Regions from separate parts of the Sus scrofa genome. Here region 2 is linked to region 1. Evidence: chromatin contacts called from public promoter capture Hi-C data. All regions are on one chromosome and are shown on one strand. The core of a region is the stretch at or near the end of the contact, and the rest is flanking DNA. Distances in the headings are between cores, read along the strand shown. Region 1 holds the start of LOC100521256 (probable histidine--tRNA ligase, mitochondrial). Region 2 overlaps DIAPH1 (diaphanous related formin 1).

Region 1 (3,344 bases), core at 208-2,707:
GGTAAATAGTTCAGTTTATAGAACTTATAGAAGTAGCATCTGAACTGACATCATGGATGCTGAGCTAAGACTCTCCAACTTTATTTCACTCTCTATCTTCATTTCTACTTCTCCATCTGGTTCTAGCCATGAGGTCTTTTTATAGTTCCTGGAAACTACAAAGTTTCATTCTCGCTTCAGGACTTCCATTCCCTGGAGTCCCCTGTGGCACAGCAGGCCAAGCATCTGGCTTGTCACTGCAGTGGCCCAGGTGGCTGCTGTGGTGTGGGTTCAATTCTTGGCCAGGTAACTTACACATTGATGCAGGCAAGCCCCCCCCCCCCAAAAAAGGATTTCCACTCCCTATCTGGACCTATCTTCTTCTGACTCTTCATCTATCTCCCACTCATCTTTTAGGTCAGCTAGTCTATCACTTTTTTAGGGAGGCTTTCTCAGATTCCCCACTTGTCCCTTATTTTTCTCAGAGCACTTTGTTATTTCTTTACATCACTTAACCAAGTTGTAGTTACATATCTATGTGTGGGATCATATCTCCTAGGTCTGTTTGCTTCAGTAGAATGTGAGCTGAGGGGTGGCTATGTTGTTTACCATGGTACACTCACCTTGTGTAGCGATCACTCAAAAAATATTTACTGAATCAAAAAGGAGTAGCAGTAGCAGGTAGACGCCCCTAAATACTTAGCTGGCCTAGTTTCTGCCATCACTTTGCCATCCCAGAATGACTCAGGTAGAGTCCAGCCCAGCCTGGCACTCAGAGTAACTGTTGTTTCCTCTGCAGCATTTCAGATCCTCCTCAATGACCCGGTTCAGGGAAGCAGGCACCCTCTCAGAGGCTCCTTAAAGATATGATACTCACCTTGGGAGTTTTGAGCACAAACTTATGTTTCCCTTCATCAGGGCCGAGCTGTGCCTTCAGTTTCAGTAGTTTTGCCACCTCCTCCTCGATCTGTGGAGGGAAAGCAGGCGCTGGGCTGTATCACATCCACTCCTTCCCTTCCCCGCCATTCATTCAGTATCTCTCGCTCATCGAGAAGTGCGGCAGATCTGTCTCCCAGGCCCATCCTTCCTTCTCTTGGGTCCTATCGCAGCTACCTCCCCACCGAGCCCATCCTCCTCCCTACCAGTCCGGTCCCTGCTTCCATATCTTCAGCCTCTGTGCAGCCCACCCACGTTCTATGTCCTCCCTGGCCTTGCCTTGTTCCCTCCCCTGCCGCCTGGGTCGCACCTGCTCAGTGCTGGCCTTCTGCTGCTTAAGGCCCCGCACGCGCTCTCCCTGAAGTCGCACCAGTTCCTCCAGCGTCTCACGCCCTGCCATACTGGCTGCCAGCCGGAGCTGATTGCTGTCCAGATCGGCTGTGGCGGCCACAGCCTCAGCTCGGACGACTTCCGGCTACCGAGTCGCGGGCTCACATGCCTAGAGAGCCACCACCCAGGACAACAATCACTTCCGGCTCCTACCGGAAGTGTAAATGCTGGGAGGGAGCCGGAAAGGACCCAAGCCACCTTGCGGGATTTAGATGGTGTAGAAGCGCTTATTTCTTCTGTAGAGTCTGGGCTTCACCTCTACCGCGCCCTGTACCCTTCCTGGGGTCTTTTTTGCCTCCTTCCTAGGTCCTTTGCCTCCTGTCCCGGAAAGCCGTCTCACTGCCTCACGATGCCCCAGCTCGGATTCCTGCATGGAAGGGCCTGGGCTGCGCTGCTTGGCCAGCTCCGGCGGCCGCCCGGTGCCGTATGCATTGGGGCGGTCCGTTCTCATAGCCAGGTGAGCCAGACTGAGCTAGCTCTGGTCTGTCGGGGCAGGATTTCCAGGTCTGAAAGCATGGGCTCGCGGCCTGCACTCCCGCACTGTCACAGTCGGTTTTTATTGCGTGCCCACCAAGTGCCGACACAGAGCCTTTTAGGATGCTCTGTCATTAATCATAGCCATCTTGAGAGGTTGGGGTTATTATTTCTACTTTATAGTTGAGGAAATGAAGGCTGCCAGGTTAAATGACTTACCTATGGCTGCATAGTGAGGGAACATTTTAATGTAGATTCATAATCCCTTTCAGAACCTTTTGGCGTCTAGCACATAAACAAACTTTAAGCAAAATATATGAACGTTCCACTGAGGTGACTAATGACCCTAAATAGACTGAATTCACATTAGAATTTACGTCAAAATGAGACTCCTTCATATCCCCCCCACTCCGATTTTTAGTTTTCAGAGATTTTGACTTGTAGAGGAGGGAATGTGGACTTCAACTGCCATCCTTTGAAGGACAGAACCTGCCAAAGTATAGAACTACTCCACCGTCTATATCTGGAAATAAACAGAATCAGTGATTTTGTTGTACCTTGGGAAAAAGTCTTCTAGGAAGACTGGTCCAAGCCTAAGGACCATTACTACCTTATTAAAAATTCTTTTTTTTTTTTGAATTTTTTATTTTGTTTTTTTTTTAGGGATGCCCCTGTGGCATATGGAGGTTCCCAGGCTAGGGGACAAATTGGAGCTGTAGCTGCTGGCCTACGCCACAGCCATAGCAATGCAGGATCCAAGCCAAAACTTTGACCTACTCCACAGTTCATGGCAACACTGGATCCTTAACCCACTGAGCAAGGCCAGGGATGGAACCTGTGTCCACATGGATGCTAGTTGGATTCATTTCCACTGAGCCACGAGGGGAACTCCTTAAAAATTCTTACTTTCACTCTTTGAGTAGGAGCCGAGAACTGGGGATTGTGCTAATCCCTACTTCTAGATGGTTGGTAATGATAATGCCGGGTTGCTTTGTGCCTTCCTTGTTCCTGGGTTAAACTTTTTCACACATTAAAAAAACTCCAGGAGTTCCCGTCATGGCTCACTGGTTAATGAATCCGACTAAGAACCATGAGGTTGTGTGTTTGATCCCTGGCTTTACTCAGTGGGTCAAGGATACAGCATTGTGGTGAGCTGTGGTGTAGGTCGCAGATGTGGCCCAGATACCACATTGCTGTGGCTGTGGTGTAGGCTGGCAGCTACAGCTCCGATTAGACCCCTGGCCTCGGAACCTCTAGATGCCACAGGTGTGGCCCTAGAAAAGGCAAAAAGACAAAAAGAAAAAAAAAAAAAAAGCAAAAAACAAAAAAACCCCCAAAAAACTCCAAATGTATTGAGGAGACTTGTTTGGTAAACACCTGGTCTTTAGTCGGATTCGTTAACCACTGAGCCACGACGGGAACTTCAACACCTGGTCTTATATGTAGTACATGTACATATGTAGTACATATGTAGTACATATACATTGCAGATACAGCTGCGTTTTTGGAGGTGGGCTGAGACTGGGATAGATAGAATAACGTTCAGATTTCCTGTTGCTTAGGGA
Region 2 (3,338 bases), core at 543-3,042, 810 kb after region 1:
GCCCTATCCGGTACTAACGTAAGAAGCTGCCTGGAGTTCCCGTTGTGGCGCAGCAGAAATGAATCAGACTAGGAGCTGTGAGGTTGCGGGTTCGATCCCTGGCCTCACTCGGTGGGTTGAGGATCCCGTGTTGCCATGAGCTGTGGTGTAGGTCGCAGACGCGGCTCGGATCTGGTGTTGCTGTGGCTGTGGTGTAGGCCGGCAGCTGTAGCTCTGACTGGACCGCTAGCCTGGGAACCTCCGTATGCTGCGGGTGCGGCCCTAAAAATAAAGAAGAAGAAGCTGCCGCCCACGTGGAGGCTTTCTACTTTGTATTTCTCACAGCTGTAATGTTCATGGAGGAAAAATGCAGCATCTCAAAGGCATTTGGAGGTACACACCACAGCAGGTGCGTGTGTGTGTGCGCGCGCGCGCGCGGCTAGAGAAACAGCATGCCAGTTACCCAAAGGGAATCAGATCCCCATCACTGACCTTTTGGCCAAAACAAAGAGCTGTGTGCTGAACCCCACAGACGTGGGCCGGCAGGGGTGCAGCTGTAAGGAAGGACAGAGCAAACTGGCCGAAAGGGAGAAGGAAACCTGCAAGTCAGGAATCCCAAAGAACGAGGTGCTGCGAGTCCACACAAGGGGCCAAACTGGAGTGGGAAGGGTGGCAGACACGCACCCATATTCTGAATCGGGCACTTCACAGGCATCCTACCATTCAGACAATACGGCCATTGAAGCTCCGCCGGGACGCTTCCCAGCACACCCAGGAGAGTGACTCAGCAAGGGCGTGTGGACGGAGGGCTAGAAAGACGGGCTCTGCCCTGAGCGAGTCAGCAAAAGGCTGAGACAGGTTTAGGGAGCAGGAGGGTGAAAGGGGCAGAGAAAAGGCATCGAAATGAGGCGCTGAAAGCCTTTCCTCTCCTTCGAAAAATGAAGCAGGATCTAAGTAAGGGGTTGACATACTTTTAGCTTCTTTTCATCCATGTGTCCCCTTCCATCTCCTTTTATACCTCGAGATTTCTTTGTGGAAGAAATAAATCAGGACACTGGTCCTTGGCGAAAAGCAAAGGGCACTGGCCCCGTGCCAGGACAGCCCCCGGCAGTGGGCCTATCGGGTTTTCCTGAACCTTCCTGCCTTCCTGCCATGACCTTCAGTAATGCTGGGCTCTGAGCTCAACAGATCTGGGGTCAGGTCTTGGCTTGGTATTTACTTGCTATGAGATCTCAACAGGCAAAGTTCAGGTTTACACTATACTTCATATTTGTCACAAGATGAAGATGGTACCTTTTAGGCATCATTTTCCTCCTTAGAAAGAACAGGTGATGAGCCTCTGTCACAGACATGAAACGGGTACTCTTGGATAAAATGGAATGAGACAACAAAATACCTTCATCTTTTTTTTAGGTGCTGGGAGCAGTTTTAATCCCTGCTCAGCCTCACCCCCGCCTGCCTACCTAAATATGGAGTAAACTGCGGATTTCCAAGCCATTCTCTGCAGCAAAGGATGCCAGAAATCCCCCCCCCCCCCCGTTTCATCCTGGGTACTGGGAGGGGCGGAGCGGGGTAAGAGCACCACAAACAGCACAGACGGAAAACACCCAGCCCCCCCCCCCCCCCCCCGCCCCCGCTCCGCGTCTGCAGATGCAGCTGCTGGTTTTCGTCACACTGCTGTTTTTTTCCCTTCTTTGTTCCCGAGGAGGAAGCCAGGAAAGGGTGGGGAAGGAGGGGGGAGAAGGGGTGGGGTGAGGGCGGGACGTCATCGCTGTTACAGCAAGTCACCTGACAGTCCGCTCCAATCCCTGGGCTCTGACCTCACAAACTGGAACCTGAGCCAAAATAGCTCAACTGCGCTCGCCCCGTGGCTGCAAAGTGAAATGCAGGCAGAACGGGAGCAGAGCAGCAAAGGGGGGACATAGTTCTCGGAAGGATTCCAGTTGTTTTCCTTGCAAAAAGGAAATTTAAACACAGACAGAATGACAGGCAAGGGCGTGTCCTATCCTCTCATCTAACAGATCCCAAAGAAAAAGCACTGACTTTTGCAACAGAGATGGGACTGGTGCGGGATCAGGACTACCTCTGTATCGTCCTGGGGGCACAGGTTACCCAGGCCCTTTTGCTGTGTAACTGAGGTTCTCTTACCCCAGGAGCTGAGGGAAGAACAAAAGCTTTTTAAATTGTGATCGATTTTTCAGAGGGAAGTGGCTTGGACCAATAGGGAGGGCGAGGGAAAGGATGCCGTTTCCTGCTCTGCAGAACTGGGGGTTAGCACTCTGCCTTGCGCACAAATTAATTAGGTCCGAATACTTCGAGAAAGCCCCTTTTCAAGCATCCTCGACACCAGCAAATTTCCTTCTTACCCCTTCTGTCTTTGCCATTATAAAGAGAAGATGGTCACAGCACAGAAGGGCTGAAGGAAAAGCAATCTAGCACCCTAACGAAAATCTGCTACAGTATTCCAGAATAGTCCCCTCCAGGCTTTTACGTCGGCAGTTTTTTCCGCAAAGCACAACGGCAGTGAGGGTTGCATACAACCATTTCCAGCTCTCCTCCCCTAAGACTGAATCATGAGCTTTCTTCCACGTTGCTCTGAAGGTGATGGAGAGTCTTAAGACGGGACAGGGTACGAAGTTCTCCAGCAACCATCTCCAGGACACAGACTGAGTGGGAAAAGCAAGGAAAACACGGGGTGAGGGACCCCTTCCCTTTGAAGACCACAGTCTTTTATGGGTGGTGTCCCAGCGCCAGCGGCTGACATCTGCAAGGCCCCTCAGCGGCAACGGTCAGGTCTCTCCTGCCCACACCATGTGGGCTGTAAGCTCTGCGCCAAGTGCGGGACATTCGGGGTGGGTGAGCAACCAGCTGGTCAGTCACTACACGAGGGAGTCTGCAGCGCGCGCAGGGAGAGCCAGAGGCCACGCGTGCTCTAAGACGCGGTCTGATCAAAAGGCTCCCTGCAGGGGCTGTGCCCCCAAACGAAGGCTACTTCACTACCATACAGATTGCTGTTTGATCCTAGGGTTCACTGCAAAAGTGACAACTAAACATTTTAATTTGGATTTTTTTTTTTTTAATGAGAAAGACCTCCAGGCCCTGTAGGAAAACCCCCCAGGATGTAACAGCGAGGTAAACCACAGCACAGACAGCACGTGGCCTTTCGGCAAGGGGGGGGAGAGAATCTGCGTTAGCATTTGCTAGGATTGTGTTTTCCAAAAACAGTGAGATAAATAACAATAGTGACTTCTAGAAGAGAGGGAGGGGTGGTTGGGTGGATGAATGGATGGCTGGGAATGAGACCTTGTTTTCTTATCATCTTGACTTCTAAATCACCTGTTACCTACAGAGAGAAACAG

What was found. Promoter capture Hi-C pulls out the DNA fragments that hold promoters and counts their contacts.
Region 2: a contact with region 1 is called in a promoter capture Hi-C map of liver, with 13 times the contacts expected there. The contact joins the enhancer-like site here to the promoter of LOC100521256 in region 1. A contact is called at or near these places in 2 of 5 promoter capture datasets (fetal liver and liver), 5 of 47 Hi-C or Micro-C datasets (embryonic fibroblasts, liver, psoas muscle and 1 more) and 2 of 2 datasets of contacts at active chromatin or transcription factors (alveolar macrophages and skeletal muscle).

Annotation. Positions count from the first base shown.
Region 1 is chr2:142,399,822-142,403,165 of Sscrofa11.1, forward strand. It overlaps LOC100521256 (probable histidine--tRNA ligase, mitochondrial), which reads left to right and starts at 1,458. Exons shown (of 12, transcript XM_013995242.2): 1 at 1,458-1,762. The coding sequence starts at 1,655. It overlaps HARS (histidine--tRNA ligase, cytoplasmic), which reads right to left and starts at 1,411. Exons shown (of 12, transcript XM_021084891.1): 1 at 1,226-1,411; 2 at 857-946. The coding sequence starts at 1,315.
Region 2 is chr2:143,209,384-143,212,721 of Sscrofa11.1, forward strand. All of the region lies in intron 17 of DIAPH1 (diaphanous related formin 1), which reads right to left. Among named protein-coding and RNA genes, the nearest start is that of DIAPH1, 60 kb to the right of the region's middle. Within about 2 kb of position 1,793, at least 68 of the 83 cell types and tissues checked have an H3K27ac peak or open chromatin away from gene starts, as enhancers often do. A contact at or near this core is called in alveolar macrophages, fetal liver, liver and 1 more, where this site is marked.